Regions from separate parts of the Zea mays genome. Here all the other regions are linked to region 2. A link is a contact called in public Hi-C data. All regions are on one chromosome and are shown on one strand. The core of a region is the stretch at or near the end of the contact, and the rest is flanking DNA. Distances in the headings are between cores, read along the strand shown. Region 1 has its middle 67 kb from the start of LOC103651348. Region 2 holds the start of LOC100217051 (Splicing factor SF3a60-like protein). Region 3 holds the start of LOC103651348 (glutamate synthase 1 [NADH], chloroplastic).

What was found. A called contact is a pair of places that touch in the nucleus more often than the background predicts.
Region 1: a Hi-C map of tassel shows a contact between it and region 2, with 2.6 times the contacts expected there. The contact joins the enhancer-like site here to the promoter of LOC100217051 in region 2. A contact is called at or near these places in 2 of 25 Hi-C or Micro-C datasets (ear and tassel).
Region 3: a Hi-C map of ear shows a contact between it and region 2, with 2.6 times the contacts expected there. The contact joins the promoter of LOC103651348 here to the promoter of LOC100217051 in region 2. A contact is called at or near these places in 6 of 25 Hi-C or Micro-C datasets (ear, endosperm, leaf and 1 more).

The regions. Positions count from the first base shown.
Region 1 is chr3:213,838,594-213,841,293 of Zm-B73-REFERENCE-NAM-5.0, reverse strand. No RefSeq gene overlaps it. Among protein-coding and RNA genes, the nearest start is that of LOC103651348, 67 kb to the left of the region's middle. Within about 2 kb of position 1,268, at least 20 of the 20 cell types and tissues checked have an H3K27ac peak or open chromatin away from gene starts, as enhancers often do. A contact at or near this core is called in ear and tassel, where this site is marked.
Region 2 is chr3:213,688,138-213,690,902 of Zm-B73-REFERENCE-NAM-5.0, reverse strand. LOC100217051 (Splicing factor SF3a60-like protein) reads left to right here and starts at 1,466. Exons shown (of 12, transcript NM_001143423.1): 1 at 1,466-1,813; 2 at 2,270-2,380. The coding sequence starts at 1,640.
Region 3 is chr3:213,905,179-213,907,878 of Zm-B73-REFERENCE-NAM-5.0, reverse strand. It overlaps LOC103651348 (glutamate synthase 1 [NADH], chloroplastic), which reads right to left and starts at 1,414. Exons shown (of 23, transcript XM_008676969.3): 1 at 781-1,414; 2 at 1-216. The coding sequence starts at 193.

The sequences.
Region 1 (2,700 bases), core at 19-2,518, 150 kb before region 2:
GATGCAGATCGCTGGAATCGCTCCTTTGCTGGCTTGCTGCTGATGTAGATCGAAATGGGATTTGGCTTCCTTTATGGTGCGCAATCAGGGTGTGAACGAGAATATGTGGCGCATGAGGAACGACGCAGCGGCGGCGGCAGTGCGAACGGCGTGACGGAGGTAAAACGACAAATTCATTGGACATACTGTTTGGGCTAGAGCGCCTAATTCAACCGGACGGAGGGAGTAGTTGTCTTCAGCTTATTATTACCGTGCACGTCTGCTAGTACTACTACCGTGCTTATCAGATCAGCTTCCCCCTCTCCTCGAACGAAAGAGCATCTCCTACACGTTCTGACGCACGTCTTTTCGCGAATTCTGTGATGGCCGGCAAATGGAGATAACGTGATCGGCTCTCTCTCTGACTCTTTCTCTTCCCAGACAGAGACGTTAGAAAGGTACTGTTGCCGTGCTGAAAACGAAACTGGCTGCCCCCGCGCCACGTATGTCACCTGGTTAGAGTAAAGTTTACCACCTCGCTCGCAGGAAGGACAAGTGGCGCTTTGCTTCGCGTGGCTGGCTCTCAGTCTCTCACTCTGTCACTCAGACACTCACTCACCCAGCCAGGCACGACGCTCCCCTTTTCTTTAGTCATCTACTCATCCCCAAGTCAAAGGCTCCTGGTTGGACGCCCACTGCCTAGCTAGCTACTCCAATTATTGCCGCGTTTAACCGAGCAACGCACTCATGAGTCATGACTGCATGCGCAGCTGTGTTTTTGTTTTCCCTCGTGGTGGAGAAGGGTCAGGTACGTCGCGACCTGGCAACGCCGACCGCATCCCGCCGCCAGCAGTTTTCGCCTCGTCTCCCGGGGTGCACTGTAGCGCCCACGGGGAGACCCGCCGCCGTCTCCGTTGCATCATTTGCCCGTGGCGCTGCTTTCCGCGCATCATATGGAGCAAGTAAAACTAACCGTGGGTAGGGACATGCACAGACCGTAGCGCGTGCGTGGAAACAAACAAACAAACAAAAACCAGGAGAGCACGGGGGGGGGGGGGGGGGGGGGGGGGGGGGGGGGCAGGCAGTGGAGGACCGGAGGAGGCCTGATCGTGACCGGAAGGAGGAGGGCTCGTCGGAGTCGCGGCCGCTCTCCGCGACCCATTCCGACGCCCAAGGGACGCCGCCGCACGTCCCTTTCGCGCGCGCGGACCCGATGCGTTGCGTGCGTTGTGCCGGGTCCTCCTCCCGTCCTCCGGCCGGCCGTGGCGATGCCGAGGCCCTAGTCGTCCTACCTCGTCGCTGCTCCCAGCTTACGGCCCACGGCCCACGGCCCACGGCCCACGGCCCACGGCCCGCAGCCGTGTCCCATTACAAAAACGAAGCGGGCTCGTGTCATGGTGTGGCGCCTCGCCATCTTGGCACGGTGTGTTTTTTTAAAACTTCTCTTTCTAAGCAAGCACGCGATGGAATGGAAATGTTGTAGTGTAATGAAAACGAGTTCGAGTGAATGAAAATAACATCCACTGTTTGTTATTGCAGGGAGACTATATATATACACATGTAGGGGTGCAAGCCAAAGGGCATATATGTCCCTTGGCGAGATAAGTGTCACCCCCTAGAGAATTGAGCAAATGTTTATTTTCTAACACACATGTGACCATCGAGTAGATGCGTCAATCAATACCATGAAGTATCTGAATGGTTCAGAAGTTGGTGTAATTGGTCCACAAATATCTTCTTGAATTCTTCCTAGATTTTTTTGTTGTTCAACTTTAATTTTAAGATGTGTTGGTTTCAAAATCATTTTCCCAGTTGCACATACTGTGCAAATAAAATCTTTCGATTTAAGAAAAAAAAATTGTTGTGGGCAAATTATGACCAATATAATTGCATGTAATTTATCTCATCATCCCTATACCTTGATGACCAAGTGGATCATGCCATATCTGGAATGGATCAACATCTTCAAAAAAATCACTTTATATGCAACATGTGCAATGGACTTTATGTATGTATAGTACAACTCAAACGTGAGTGATGAAATTTTATCACATGTATCTGTCATATCTGTTCGGCTTAATAAAAAAGAGAAACTCTTCTTGATTTTGTATGCAGACTTAAAAGAATGCAAAAAAAAAAACAAAAGCAAGTAAAGATATGTGAATTATAAATGTAAAAACAAAAATAATTCACGAACAAGTCTATCATATTTAGGGATGGCAACGGGGAATTCTCCGTCATGTTTTAGCTCCCCATACTCGTCCCCGCAATGAAAAAAGTTCGCCACGGGGATCCCCACGAACTCTTGCGGGGGCATTTCTTCCCCATCCTCGTTCCCCGCGGGGATAAATCCCATCGGGGATTTCCGTCACGCTTAAATTATAATCAGAACATATTTTCTTTGTTATTATTGTAAAACATTATCACTTATACACCTTGCTAGATGAGCGCGACGAGTTGAGATCCAGGTTTACCTTGTTAGATGCGTACAACTTGTCCTGGTTTGCAAATTGAGCTACCAGAGAGAGAAACACTATGATAGCCTTGCTTGAGAAGTCTAGCTTAGTGAGTGCCCCTGCACTTGCACAGTGTGCGCTTTGTGAGGGTTTGCAATATGCTCTTGAGTCCTACAGACACGATAGGACCCGGATCAAGGAAGAAAACACATACATTCGATCGGTCTCGAGCTGGGCGTCGTGTAGTGAGTTCCAATTGGGCATG
Region 2 (2,765 bases), core at 217-2,716:
ATGCTAGCAGGAAGAGCTAGAGGGCGAGGGCTCGCTGGGCAGAGAAAGCAAGGGAGACTGACCCTAAAGCCAAGCTGGGTCAGGGTAAGAAGCGTGCGACCTCCTGGCAGCTACTTGGGCCGCACCAAAGAAACACAGCACACGCAACCTATGTCGTCGTCACGGCTTACACATTTTTATGACCATACCTGCCAGCCAACATAGCTTCTACCGGCTTATAAGTATTCCTTCTTCAGAGAAAGCAATCGTGGTCAAATGCTCCTGCCAGTGTCAAATTGAGGCAACTTTTTGCGCGAGTAGACGTGGGTCCGGTGTGTGCAAAACTAAGGGTGGCTGTCATGTGGGCGCCCGTAGTCTGCAATGTGGGCCCAACGTCCGGAGTGTGTGATGGTTTGCACGATAGAAATGGGAATGGGGGATTTTGTCACATGGGACCGGAGTGCCCCAAGTCAGGAGTTGCTCGACGTCCCGCGTCACAAAATGTGATGGTTTGCCGGACAGCAGCGGCGGAGGAGCCATTATGGTTTAGTGTGGCATCAGCCATACCTTACTTTTAATAACTCTCATATCTTCTACTATAACAACAAAATAAGACGTGGTGTGGTGGATATTGTGTCTCTAATCTAGCAGCAGGTCTTGAGTTTGATTCACAATTCTTACAGATTTTATTTTTTATTGTCGGACAGGGATAAGGGCAAAACAGGAAATAAAAAAAAAGACAAAACAACAGGCTACCCTTATCGCCTTAATAAGTAGTAGAGATAGAGATAACATAAAAGAATCATACTTTAAGTGTTTAACACCACAAAACCAAAACCTTTATAATATTATTATCATATTATTGTCCTAGCTTATAATTTTCAATATTAAATTGAATAACCAAATATGTAGTATCTTACAGATTTACAAACCCCTATTATAAAAAGATAGTAACAAGCATCATTATAAATGAATTCATCATCCATTCCACAAATATTTAACATTTCATTGCACAACACTAACATCACATGATGCTAAAAAACAAAGTTCACAAAACCATAACCAATAATCAAGTGTTAAATATGTAATGTAGGTATATAGCCATATAATATTGCAATAATGCAAATATTTAAGCACGTGACGTATCCACACGTATCCATGTCATAGATCATAACTACGAGAAGACAAGACTATGAAAGATGAGACGATATCAACAACTAGACAAAACTTGTGCTGTGACTTGACTCGTTTGGCTCGCAAGCTAACCCGAGCTGGCTCATTAGAGAACCGAGCTAGAATGCTAGCTGGGCTCACTATAAAATTAAAATAAGCCGAGTCAAACTAACCTACTAACAAGTCAAGTCGAACGAGTTATCTAGTCGACATAGAGCACTTAAGCCGATGTCTAATTTATTTTTTATTATTTTCGAAACATTTATCTTGTTTTTGGGTTACGTGAAGCTTCAGTTCTCCTCCCAGACGGGCCCAAATCTATCGCAAACAGGCCTCGTCTCGTCCTCGTCCTCGTCCGCCGCCAAATCGAACCCCCCCAAACCCTAGCTACCCGGCGCAACGTCCCCTTCCCGCCTCTCCGCGGCGCTGCGTGACACCCGGCCTCCGCTACGAAACACCGGGGCGGGTGTAGCCTAGCGGGCGGGCCATGGCGTCAACGGTGCTGGAGGCGACGCGGGCGGCCCATGAGGATCTGGAGAGGCTGGAGCGGCTCGCGGTGAGCGAGCTGCAACGGGAGCCCGCTAACCCGCGTGACCGCCTCTTTCAGTCCCACCGCGTCCGCCACATGCTCGACCTCGTCGTCTCCACCTCCGGCAAGCTCGTACGTGCCATTCTTCTGCTTCTAAGGATTCACGACTCCATCCACTTCACTTCAGTGATTCGTTTTGCTTAGCTGGGTCAGGTTCGAACACGGTCGATAGGATTGATATTTGCAGTTGTTTCTGTCGATTTCGGATGCTTGTTTAGGGTTGGCTTCTGAGTGTATGAGGAATTACAGATCCGTCTTCCTGGCAAATTCTTATTACATATCAATCATGTTATGTTTATCTCTGAATTCGATCTGTGTAGATGGATTTTGTGCTCTTATTTTTACTGTAGTTGGCAGTGGCACTGCCTGATTAGTGTTGTTCACCGGAGGTTTTGGCTAGTGTTATTTCTGTACCGTTCTGTCCCCTTCATTCTCTTTTGGTCTGAGTCAGTAGTTGACCTTTAGAAATCTTAATTTTGCTGTCCAGCGACGATCTCACTTTTGCTCTGGTGCTTGTAACTTGTTTAGGTGGAAATTTACGAGGACAAGGACAATGCTAGGAAGGATGAGATCAACACTCATCTTACTGCACCCACGCAAAGTGGACTGTTTAGCAAGTACTATGAAAGGCTCAAAGAGGTACCTTACCTATCTGCTTGCTTGGATGTGACAAAAGTGAAATAGATGCCAGTACTCATTACTCATTCACCAAAGGTCATGATGATGCTTATCATGTTCTTTTTAGTCGAGTTCTTCTCCGCTTTTAAGAAAACAGTAATGTACGGCACAAACTATATGGCTGGAGGTACCAGTTTGCAAACACAAACAAAAGCAAACAAGAAAGAATTGTCCTGTTACAATGAAACTAAAGCTCTGTAATGTTCGGGACAGGAATAGGTGAAGGCCTGAAGTTGTCCATCCAGTTCCAAGTGATCTTATCCACTCTAATGTGGTCTTTTGGTTTTAGTAGTTGTAGCTCCATCTACTGCAGAAACATAAAACAGCACACCAGAGGTGTGGCTAG
Region 3 (2,700 bases), core at 165-2,664, 220 kb before region 2:
CGTGGGGCGCCCGCGGAGCGACGCGCTCCTCGGTGCGGTGCACGCGGCCAAGGAATCCGCTGCCCTCGAGGGAAACGCCACCGTAGGCTTGCCAGCCCGAACGGTACGGCGCCGCCACGGGGCGGCCGCGTCGGGCCCAACGACCTGCGCCCAGCGGCGCCGACCTCAACGCTGTCCCTTGCGCCGTCGACATGGCTGAACAGCAAGCCTCGCAACCTGTCATGCAACAGTCAAACAACGACGAACATCAGATGGTGTTCGCTTAGCTGTTCATCGATCTACAACACCACGCGGGGGAAAAGGGAACCAGAAATGCGTGAAAAAACATATTTAAAAAGCACCCGAAAAAACAAGCAGAAAGCTCAAGGCTGTCCCCTTCGGGCTTCGGCCCTTCCCTACGCCCACATGTCAACACCATAGGCATCCAGAAAAGAGCGTGCGACCCACTCCGCAGCGTAACAGAGCACTCCCGAAAAGAATTACGAAGAAAACGCCTCAGCGGCGGAAACACACGCAGGGATGAACAGATCTACCAACCCCACGCACGGCGGTGCGGATTCCTCCGCCGCCGCCGCGACACAGCAGATTCACGAAGCAGCGCACGGACGGACGCAGAATCAAACATCAACGGATCGAAATAAATAAAAGCAACGAGACGGCCGCGTATGCCACCAACCACGCACGCACGCTACAGCCGAACCAAACCGCCAAGTTGCCAAATCCCGTCGGCTTTTTTTAGCGTCTCGCGGGTCACGGCAAGAGGGTGCAGCGAGCGGATACCTCTCTCTCCGTCTAGCCGCACGGAACCGGTGGCTGCGGGCTCACGACCGCGTTGTGGCTCCGCCCTTTTCTCCGCCGCTACCTTCGCGACTCACGCCCGGGGATCGGTGTCTTAGATTTTGGCTGCTCACTTCCCCACGCTTATCCCCGGCGGCGGCTCGGCGAGGAGGGGATCGGTGTTGTGGGTTGGTGGGAGCGGAGTGCCGCCTCTGTCGCGGCCTCGCGGGATGCCCTGCCTGCCGAGCGTCGCTCGCCTTCCTTGACCTCTCCCCCGGATTGTACAGGGCGTTGGGGAGCATTCGGCGCCTCTGCATTTATAGAGGGGAGGAGCGAGGGAGGGTGGCGGTGAGCTCGCCCTCACCGCGCCTAGCTGCCAACCCCGCTCTCCTCGTCTCGCGTGGCGTCCCCACGCACGCATACGGCCCCACTGATTATATTTTCGCCCCCAATCTTCTCACAAATTTTGTTTCCCTTTTTTTGGTTTTCTCTGTTTATTTGGTTATTTTAAGAGTTTTGTTGTTGTTAGGTGAGGCTATCTCAGCCATATTTCGTATGGGTCCCTACAAGAAACAGGATTCCGTTGTACCCCTTGCCTGTATGGTGCTTTTTTGGTGTACAAAAATGGAAACGTGTTAGCAAATCATACTAAATAGATAGCATTTGTCTGAATATCTTTCCGGCGGAACACATTTACTGTGACATATTCTGCATACGATTTTAATAATTAATTTAGTGAATGGTGTTCTTGCTTAGCGATTTATTTGCCGGTCAATATTATATATCCAACTAATTCTTTGTCTATCAACTAGTTGCAAGAACTCGTACAAATGAACCATACTTGAAATAACTACTTCGTGTCAATGAAATCTCAGTGTCAATGTGTAAGGTGATGTGTATGCATCCATGCAAATAGTTAGATATTTTTTAGTTTGAGTAAAGTTCAAGGTCTCTTCATTTCGCAACTTTCCCCCTCTATACCCTATATACATTATGTACACTATTGAAGTTTCCTCACTTGTGGTCCCTTTTGATTTGGCAAAACATGTCGCCTCTCTCACAATGAACACGAGAACCAAAAAAGAAGAGGCATCCTAGAAAAAGGTTAGAGGAAGAGCAATAAGAGGATCCCAAACTTATCACCTCTTAGTTGGCACTATTGAGGAAAGGAGGATACAACATCGCATTCTATCTTATTGCACAAATCACGCGTGAGTGTGACGTGGACGGCATGTATCCTCTAGTGATACGCATCTTATGCGTGAAGGGAAGGCGATGACACGACAAAAATCCCCGCTTACACGAGGTGAGCAATTGCACCGCCGCCTAATTCATAGGTTAATTCCCTTTTTTCTTCTCATTGCACTAATTCCTACTTAAGCTCATCTTTTGCATTGGCATAGATAACTGAGAGGTACATCTATATTTTTTTGAAATATTTCACGCATTTTTTTATATTTGCAAACATGAGACAGACCATCGGAGAAGCAAATAGTATAGGAACATTAGATATGTTCTTGCATTCTTGTGATGTGTTTCACTTGAACAAACTGATAAACAATTAAAAAAATTTATTTACACGCACGGGACATTTTTAAAACCTGTTTCAAGAAGTGGGGTTTGTTATGTGAAACCAATACACTTCTACACAAAAAAACAAGGGACATGAAGATCGATCTTTATTCAAGTATATAAATCACTAGGGTTAATAAAAAAAACTACCATGCAATCTTTCGGATTAGACAAATAATATAAGAAACTATGGACACTAGAAGCCAAAATTGACGAACGTCGGAAACAAAGGGAGTATAGTAGAGGGAGGGAGTACGGGAGGTGAAATGCCTTCGAAAGAATCTTTTTGGCCTGAAATATAAAATCAGGAGACGGTTACAATTTTGCACTCTTCCGTCTGCATTTAGCGGC